3 separate regions of the Sus scrofa genome follow, and all the other regions are linked to region 2. Evidence: chromatin contacts called from public Hi-C and HiChIP or PLAC-seq data. All regions are on one chromosome and are shown on one strand. The core of a region is the stretch at or near the end of the contact, and the rest is flanking DNA. Distances in the headings are between cores, read along the strand shown. Region 1 holds the start of USP16 (ubiquitin carboxyl-terminal hydrolase 16). Region 2 holds the start of BACH1 (transcription regulator protein BACH1). Region 3 holds the start of LTN1 (E3 ubiquitin-protein ligase listerin).

Region 1 (3,009 bases), core at 406-2,905, 280 kb before region 2:
AGAGCAGGTTCAATTCCCAGCTCTGTGCAGTGGATTAAAGGATCCCGTATAGCCACAACTGCAGCAGAGGTTGCAACTGCAGCTTGGATTCAGTCCCTGGCCTGAGAATTTCCATATGTGGTGGGTGTGACCATAAAAAGAAAAAAAAAGTCCCATCTCTCAAAAAGTTTACATTTACTTGTTTCTGTGTATTTATGAGGGTAGGGGGATGGGGTGGGGAAGATAAATATAGAGGTAAATGTGAAATAAAAATACCAGATAGTGATTTGCTAGGCTGAAAAGTAAAATAAGGTGATGTGATTGGGTGGCTATGTTAACTAGGTTGCTCTTTCAATTTCTTTGTGAGAAAGTGACTTTTAAGGTATGAACAAAATTAGGGTAAGATCAAAGGGGAACAGCATTCTAGGAAAGGGAAGCAGGTGGTACAATGGCTCCAAATCTGCTTTTTGTTTTGTTTTTTCTTTTTATAGCTAAACTTGTGACATATGGAAGTTCTCAGGCTAGGGGTCAAAGTGGAGCTGCAGCTGCCAGCCTACGCCCCAGCTACACCAGATCCAAGCTACATCTGCAACCCACGTCTCAGCTTGCAGCAATGGCAGATCCTTAACCCACTGAGCGAGGCCAGGGATGGAACCTGCATCCTTATGGATATGAGTAGGGTTGGTGACCCACTAAGCCACAATGGGAACTTCTCATACCATGTTCTTTTATTTATTTTATTGAAAAAAATTTTTTTGGCTGCACCCATGGCATATGGAAATTCCTGGTCCAGAAATTGAATCCTTGCTGTAGTGGTAACGTGAGCCACAGCAGTGACAACATGGTATCCTTAACCCACTGAGCCACACAGGAACTCCCATATCATTTTCTATTATTGTGAATTATCTGTTTATAACCGTGGCCTACTTTTCTACTGGAATCTGCATCCTTTTTCCCCTAAAGATTATTGTGTCTTCTGCATAAGACAAGGCCTAAGTTAATTTAAGTTGCTCTGCAGAAGGCTTGGCACTTAGCTATTTCGAACAAATAAACAGTAATTATTTATAAATTTTACCCTCCGTCAGCAAAGTTACTTCAAGACCATTTATTTAAATACTCAACTTTAGAAACTGATTGGAAAGAACTATGGAAACTGCGTGAAATTTAAATGCCGCCCCCCCATCACATCTTCAGATGTGATATGTTTGAGTAAGGTAACAATCCATGAGACTCCAAACTTCCGGCCACATACCCATACTTTTAGAATTTTTTTTTTTTTTTTGTCTTTTTGCTATTTCTTTGGGCAGCTCCCGCGGCATATGGAGGTTCCCAGGCTAGGGGTTGAATCGGAGCTGTAGCCACCGGCCTACGCCAGAGTCACAGCAACGCAGGATCTGAGCCGCGTCTGCAACCTACACCACAGCTCACGGCAACGCCGGATCGTTAACCCACAGAGCAAGGGCAGGGGCCGAACCCGCAACCTCATGGTTCCTAGTCGGATTCATTAACCACTGCGCCACGACGGGAACTCCTAGAATTATTTAGATAACCTCAGAGACTGACTGCCGAGCGGGGAAAACTGATTGACAGTTAGACTTCCGGGTGAGGAGGCGTCCAGACTTCCGGGCGTGAGCCTCGCGCAGGCGCTGATTAAGCAGCGTCAGTGCCGCTGGATCCTGGGGCCAAAGCCACTTCCCATGATGCTGCGTACCGGAAGTTGTTGCTTTCTAGGGGTCACGCTGGCTTCGGCTCTGTCGCTCTCAATTCGTCACCAGGAGGAAGACGCAGCTGGTTGCCCAGCCCAAAGGCCCATTAGGGGATGCAGTTATGGGCTCTGTCGCCGTGGGTGAGTTCTGCCCCATAACCTCGCAGTCACCATTCGCCGGGAGCCTGAATTTCCTGCCCCGACTTCCTTCTCTTCTCGAAGGCCCTTCTTCCATAATCACGTTACCTGGCCTTGGCCCGGTACCGTGTTCTCATTGGCCTCATGTCCTGTCACTTCCAGGAGCTGGCCAATGAGTTGTCGGTGCTGGAGCCCTTCTCGACCCCGTGGACCCCGAGGTTCCCCCGTGGGTATGGAGCAGTTGGAAGGGAAGGGGAGGTGTGGCGGGTGCCGCGAGGCTAGGGGCATCCTACGGGTTGGGGCTGGGTTTGCTGCCCCGACCGTGTGGTGTTTAGTGGAAGGCAAGATCTGTCACCTAACTGATCCACTGCTCCCAGGGTAGGACAAATTATGCAAACTTGAAAGCCATGTTTTAGTCCTGCTGGCAAAAATTTACAAACGCTTGCATTTTTGTAATGGAACGGAGCAAAAGCTTGGGAAGACTAGGAGGGTGGAGAGGGAAGGGAACTGGATTAATGTGAAAGTCGCCAAGACCAGCTTTGATTAAATTTTGTGTGGAGTCCTGCACAGAGTAATTTGGCTAAGAAGGTAATGCTCATATAAAGACTCACCTGAAAACTTTAATAGATTTATTGATATTCAGGCTTATGGAACTGACAGTCCTCTCTTTTCACAACTCATTAGATGCCCTTTGTAGTTGTCAAAACTTTCCTGGAGCTCTTTACACATCATTGAAGCGAACCCCCTACTGTCTTCTGCCTGCAGCAATTACAGTTCGTCTTTCAAGTTTTCCTTTGGCGTCTGTGGTACTGCTGTCTTCAAAGCAGATTTATTAGTGCTGTCTTCTGTACTGCAGATTTCTTCATTCTTTACCTTTTTCTTTTTCATCGGAACTTGTGTGCTTCATTCTTACGTACCTACTTTTGCACCTTATAATCATCCTTTATGCCTCCAGGTACTATTCTCTTTTTCTATTTCTATGTAAGAAGTATTTCTTGACCAAATATATACTAACACTATGCTAGATGCTGTAGTCAATTCAGAAGTAACGCCTAATACCATTTCTTTCTCCTAGAATTTGTTTTTTTTTTCTCCTAGAACTTTAGATTCCAGATAGAGAAATAACACACGTTCAAGTTAAAGATTAAAGAAGCAGCTCACTTTTGTATCTGATTAAGGTAAAGGAT
Region 2 (2,956 bases), core at 277-2,776:
AGGAAGGAAAGATAGAATTCCACTGGCTTAGGGTGGAAGGAGAGTGAAGCCTCAAAAACTCTCAGGTGTGTGTAAGAACCCCAGTCATTTCATGTCTATTCTAAACTATTCTTTCCTCCCTTCTCACTAAATATTTGTATTCCACCATGAACTCAGGCAGCCTGGAACTGCCATCTGCCTCTTAACCTCTGGACTATTGCATATGTTCTTCCCTCCTTGGACGGCAGGGCCCCATTCTTCCCAGTTAAGACCCAATGCAAATGCTACCTTCTGCCTGATTCTAGGGCACGATGAATCCCTTCACTCCTTGGACCCTCTCGTCATTTTCTCGTGCATTTTGGATGTAACTCAAATGGCCCTAAGTCTCACAGCCTGTGACTACAAACACAGTCATATTAGAGACAGTATCTGACTTTATTATATTGGAAGCTTTTTTATTATTTATTTATTTTGCCTTGGGAGGTCCAGGGCTATCTTCCGGTGAGCAAGAATGAGCTCATACATCCTGGTGCTGGTGCTGTCCAGCCACCAGTTTCTTTCGATCTCTCCACCTGAATTCAAAAGCCAATGGTAAAATCCTTTCACACAATCGGAACTTCAATCCGGTTGGCTGGCACAGTGTCAGTGCGCTGGGTCTCCCGCTAGATTGGTAAGCGCAGGCTTTGCCAGGGGAGCAACTTTTCGCAGAGAGGGTGCTTTGGACTCCAGAGATGCTAATTGGCTTGGGAACATAACTTAAAAACCTACAATTGGATAAACCCAGAATAAACAACACAAGATGAAAATCTGACCAGGGCTTGAGATGGGCGGGCTGACATCGCTGGGCGCTGAACGTGGCTCCAAGTTTCCTGGCAGCCACCGCGTAAAAGGAACACCTGTTAGCGGACGCCGTTGTTTTCATTGTCAGACACAAGCAGGGCTGCCAGATGCTTTCTACAAAATCCTGGATGCACTTGATGCATCCCTATTGGCAGGTTTAGACACCTCGAGAACCTGGGAGACCCGCCGGCCCCAGGGAAAGGGTTTCCAGAAGCTACCCCCTCAGGTTTCCGGGGAGGGACTGGGTCAGGGCTCTCCCACTCTCGTGGTGTCCGCCGGCGCTCGATTCCGGGTGTCCCGGCAACACTTAGAGCGAGTAGGCCATCAGGCTTTTCCTTTCTGCTCTCAGCAGCAAAGGAGGAGGTGGTCCTCGGGTGCCTTTTTCCTTCAGGCAGCGGGTCGCGCTCGCAAAGGGGCACGGTGCGCGAAGGCTGCAGGATCCCATCATCGCCTCCCTGAGGCCTGCTCAGCCCCGGGCCTGCGAGGTCCCTCTCCACCTCCCCTCGCGTGGGCTTCAGGCTGCGCTGACGGAGCCGCACCGATCTTTGGAAAAGAGGACTAAGCCGCTGGTGGGGCGTGGCCTCCGTTGTGGGCGGGGTTTAGGCGCCTGGGAGCGGGTGGGGCGGGGCCCGCGAGACAGGCCTACGGGGCGGGGCCTCGAGCGGGAGGGGCGGGGCTAGGGCCGGGAGGGGGCGGTGGCCGCGGCCGCAGAGGAAAGGAGGGGAGGAGACGGGGCGGGAGGGGGGGCGGAGAGAAGAGAAGGGGAGGGGGCGGCTGGCCGCGCGGAGGGAGTGAGTCACCTGATCGCTGCCCGCGCAGCCAGCCAGGCTTGCTCGCTGCAGTCAGTCGGGCCGCGCCGCGCCTCGGCTCTGGTGAGTGGTTCTCCTGTCCCGCGCGCCCTTCCTCGGGAGCGTCCGCGCGGCGGCGGCGCGCGGTCGGGGCCGCGGGCCTGTGAGGGGCGGCCCGCGGGCAGGTTCCGGGGAGGCGGCGGAGGGGACCCTGGCGGCTGCTTTCTGGGCGGGGGTTACTAAGCGGGGCCCGTGGGGGGCGGCTGCGGTTCCCGTTCCTGGAAGTGGCCGCGTCCGCCGGAAGGGGTGACCGGTCGGTGCCCTGGGGCCGGGTGCGCGGCGCGCTCCGTTGTTTACGGGCCCGCGCTGTTCTTTACCCCGGGGCCGGCGGGCGGGGGGCTGGGCGCTCGCTTCCCCACCCCCGCCTCTTGGTCACCCGGGTCCGAGCCCGCGGCCCGCCCGGGCTGTGACACATCGGCACCGCCCGCGCTGCCGGGCCCGGCTCCGTATTGTCCTCCCGCCCCCTCCCACCACCCTCGGCCGCTGCCGCGTCCAGCGAGCTGTTGGCCTCCCGTCCGCCCAGTCTGGGTGTGTGTCGCGCGTGCAATCGCGTAAGACAGGCCGAGTTCGTGGCTGGAGCAAAAACACCACCTTAAGGGGCTGGGTTTAGTGAAGAATGGTTTGGGGCCCCGGAGATCCGAGGGCCCCCTTTGTTGGAGTTTTGCCCGCACGTTGTAATTTAAGACTCCCACAGTCAGGTGAGAGAGATTTTGATCATAGAGACACCAGCTTTGTGTACGTCTAATGTAACACGAGTGCCGTGGCTTTCTGGGTTTTTTTTTTTTGCAGGGCAGTTTTATGTCATTGAGTAGCAAAGGCTTTTGTGCCCTGAGCCTGCTGCGTGAAATTTGGGCTGATTCAGGGTGTATAGCGTAGTAGTAATTGTGAAAGAACGTGTGTGGGAAAAACAAGCTACAGTGTCAAGCTGGAAGGAACAAAGGCTGTTTTGTAGGAATGTCTGTCTTTTTGGAGAATTATATCAGTATTGGGTCTGTTACCCTGAAGGGTGCCACGACTAGGTCTTTGTTCATCTATGTCCAGGAAGGTTTGCCTTGAAAGCAGTTCCGAAAGATAAAGGCTGGAAAGACCGGACGTGGTAGTGACAGAGCGCTGGGGCGCTTCACATGGTCAAGCAGAGAAATGGGAAGAGGCTGGCTTGCTTCTTCCTGGTCCTGGGTAAGTGGTGGAAGGGCTGGGCTGGGCTTGAAGACGCTTGCCACTTCAGCCTTTGGATTAGAGAAGCCCAGGGCAGAAAAAAAAAGACATTCGGTGAGTCAGCTTGGGGTAGG
Region 3 (3,114 bases), core at 424-2,923, 300 kb before region 2:
GATCAAAGATTAATAATTGGTGACTCTAGGTAAAGAATTTACAAGTTGCTCTAATATTCTCGCAACTTTTCTTCATTTTTAAAATATTTCAAGGAGTTCCCGTCGTGGCGCAGTGGTTAACGAATCCGACTAGGAACCATGAGGTTGCGAGTTCCATCCCTGCCCTTGCTCAGTGGGTTAATGATCCGGCGTTGCCGTGACCTGTGGTGTAGGTTGCAGACGCGGCTCGGATCCCGCGTTGCTGTGGCTCTGGCGTAGGCCGGTGGCTACAGCTCTGATTAGACCCCTAGCCTGGGAACCTCCATATGCTGCGGGAGCGGCCCAAGAAATAGCAAAAAGACAAATAAATAAATAAAATATTTCAAAACTAAAACACGGAGGAAATTTTTAAATAAAAATTAAAATGCAAATACAAATGAAGCATTTAAAAAAGTACTGGACACAAGGTAAGTTACTATTATTATTGATATTATTAAGCTTCAAAACAGCTCAAGTGGCAGATCTAAGAAAATGTCATACTGAAATCACTAGAATTGGACTAGAAACAGGGAAAAGCATTCTCATAAAACTTTGTGTCATAATAAACCTAATACCACAAAAGAAATCATTATAACATCCCCAATCGTACAGGTGTAGTCCACTTTGGGGTTTAAACACATATTTAGTGAGCTATATGCCAATCCTTGTTCTAGGCTCCGAGGCTAACGGCACCAGACCCACCTGCCTTCCTAATACTTATATCCCATACTTACATCCTGCTGAAAGGAGACAGTAAATGAAGCGGGACAGTCAACTAGAAGTCATAAGTGTAATGGTGCAATAAAGTAGGAAAGGATAACGGGGAAGGGGGCTACAATTTAAAATAGGAGAGATCTGACTGAGATGTCTCAGGCAAAATTTGGAGCCACCTAACAAGAGAGCATCAGGGAACCTGCCAGGCAAGGTCAAGGCTCAGTGAAGAGATCAGTGTGGCCAGATGGGGTGAGGGAGAAGGGAGTTGGAAGACGGGGTCGGAGACGGAAAGGGGCCCGAGAAGACCACATACCGTGTATACCATCGTAAAGGCTTTGGCCTTTACCCCGAAGGATATGGGAAGCCACAGCAGGTTTTTGAGCGAAGGAGCGACGTGGTCCGAGATACCCTACACACCAAGCTCACTTCAACTGCTTCCCACCCAACTCCCTTGTTCACGATACTACCTACCCCCGCTACCCTGGCCAGGTAACCTTCCAAGTGAAGCTGACACTGAACAAATTCTTAACGAAAATGTAGGAAGGAGGGTTGTGCTCGAGTAGGGACAGCTCTGGCATGGGACATCTTTCCTCTCACGACTCCCCAGTCTGCTCAGAGATAACCCACCCCGCCCGCAGGGACGCACACACAACAGAGAGGTCACACTCGACACGCAAACACACGCTTCCCCACAGCCACGCTCCACATATCCTCCAGCCGTGCACACGGGGTGGAGTCTGCCGCTGCGAGGAGAGGACTCCCCGGTCGGCTGGGCCACCCCGCACTCACCCTCAGGTTCCCCTTGGTCCTCTGCTTGTTCTTCCCGCCCATGGTAGCGGTCTTAGCAGCACCTTCAGCCGGCAGCCCCCGGTTGACACAGCCGGGCCACAACTTCCGGTCCCTCGCACCGGAAAAGGGCCCACAAAAAAGACTGCCTTCGGCCCGCCCCTTCCGCCACCTACCTCACCCTCCTGCCTCCCCACTTCCTCTCCCGCCTCCAGCCGCGCTTCTGACCCTCAGCCTTGGGTGACGTCATAATTAGAGCCGCGCCCACCCACCTGAATGACGTCATCTCTGTCCAATAGGAAGCGAAGCATTGGACCCACGGCGCCTAATTGTGCTTTCCCTCTTTTTTGCAGCACGATTTGTACCCTGTTTAGCCAGTAGGGGATTAGCATAAGTAAGAGGCATTTTCACACATGGACAGCAACAGAAAGACATGGTAGTGGCTGAGGGAAGATGAGAAAATGTTAGACCTTTCAAAATGCTATTATTTCCATCATCTGGATGTTTCTTAGAAATACAGACTGTCAGGCCCACTTGGGATAATTAAATCAGATTTTACTTTTTTTTTTTTTTTTTTTTTTTTTTTGTCTTTTGTCTTTTTGTGGTTGTTGTTGCTGTTGATATTTCTTGGGCCGCTCCTGCGGCATATGGAGGTTCCCAGGCTAGGGGTCGAATCGGAGCTGTAGCCACCGGCCTATGCCAGAGCCACAGCAACGCGGGATCCGAGCCGCGTCTGCAACCTACACCACAGCTCACGGCAACGCCGGATCGTTAACCCACTGAGCAAGGGCAGGGACCGAACCCGCAACAGCTCTGATTGGACCCCTAGCCTGGGAACCTCCATATGCCGCGGGAAGCGGCCCTCGAAAAGGCAAAAGACTACAAAATAAAAAAATAAAGTTGGAAATTTACAGGTTTTTTTAGTTAGTGATTTTGCTTCTTAGAATCACATTTAGGGAAACATAAGCAGTTGTTGTTGTTTTGTCTTTTTTTGCCATTTCTTGGGCCGCTTCCGCGGCATATGGAGGTTCCCAGACTAGGGGTCGATTTGGAGCTGCAGCCACCGGCCTACGCCAGAGCCACAGCAACGCAGGATCCGAGCCCTGTCTGCAACCTACACCACAGCCCGGCCAGGGATCGAACCCGCAACCTCATGGTTCCTGGTCGGATTAGTTAACCACTGCGCCTCGACGGGAACTCCAGAAGTTGTTGTTTATTGTCGCTCATGCCCATGCACTCAACCTTTTATACTCAACTCTATGATACTGAGGCTCTGCAAACTATTTCTCCTTTAGTCAACTGGCTTCCTGTTATGTTCTGTCAACAGGGGACTAGATGCAGACCGAAAGAGAAGAGCAAATAGAAGGGACTTGCTCCATACTGTTAGCATCATCCGAGCAGCAGCGCTTTGCCCGGCAGCAAAAATTGGTTTAGGCAGAAGATGTTTTCAGTCTCCAGCAATCAGAATCATCCTTTAGGGGCACCAGCAGCAGCCAGGCAGAACTCTAGTTCCCCTCAGAGGTCTGAGTGCTACCTCCATGGAGCCCCTCCTCCGAGCTCTTGAGACAGCCAATGGTGGCCTCATCTCAGAAATCA

Evidence for each region. Hi-C and Micro-C count contacts between places; a contact is called where the count stands out from the background. HiChIP or PLAC-seq counts read pairs in DNA pulled down with a chosen protein or histone mark.
Region 1: a contact with region 2 is called in a Hi-C map of skeletal muscle, with 6 times the contacts expected there. The contact joins the promoter of USP16 here to the promoter of BACH1 in region 2. A contact is called at or near these places in 1 of 5 promoter capture datasets (fetal liver), 4 of 47 Hi-C or Micro-C datasets (alveolar macrophages, heart right ventricle and skeletal muscle) and 1 of 2 datasets of contacts at active chromatin or transcription factors (alveolar macrophages).
Region 3: a contact with region 2 is called in an H3K27ac HiChIP or PLAC-seq map of alveolar macrophages. The contact joins the promoter of LTN1 here to the promoter of BACH1 in region 2. A contact is called at or near these places in 1 of 5 promoter capture datasets (fetal liver) and 1 of 2 datasets of contacts at active chromatin or transcription factors (alveolar macrophages).

Annotation. Positions count from the first base shown.
Region 1 is chr13:192,375,195-192,378,203 of Sscrofa11.1, forward strand. USP16 (ubiquitin carboxyl-terminal hydrolase 16) reads left to right here and starts at 1,656. Exons shown (of 17, transcript XM_005670321.3): 1 at 1,656-1,825. The coding sequence starts at 1,807.
Region 2 is chr13:192,654,763-192,657,718 of Sscrofa11.1, forward strand. It overlaps BACH1 (transcription regulator protein BACH1), which reads left to right and starts at 1,527. Exons shown (of 5, transcript XM_021070889.1): 1 at 1,527-1,691.
Region 3 is chr13:192,357,089-192,360,202 of Sscrofa11.1, forward strand. LTN1 (E3 ubiquitin-protein ligase listerin) reads right to left here and starts at 1,674. Exons shown (of 30, transcript XM_013982552.2): 1 at 1,522-1,674. The coding sequence starts at 1,563. It overlaps RWDD2B (RWD domain-containing protein 2B), which reads right to left. Exons shown (of 5, transcript XM_013982555.2): 5 at 2,884-3,114.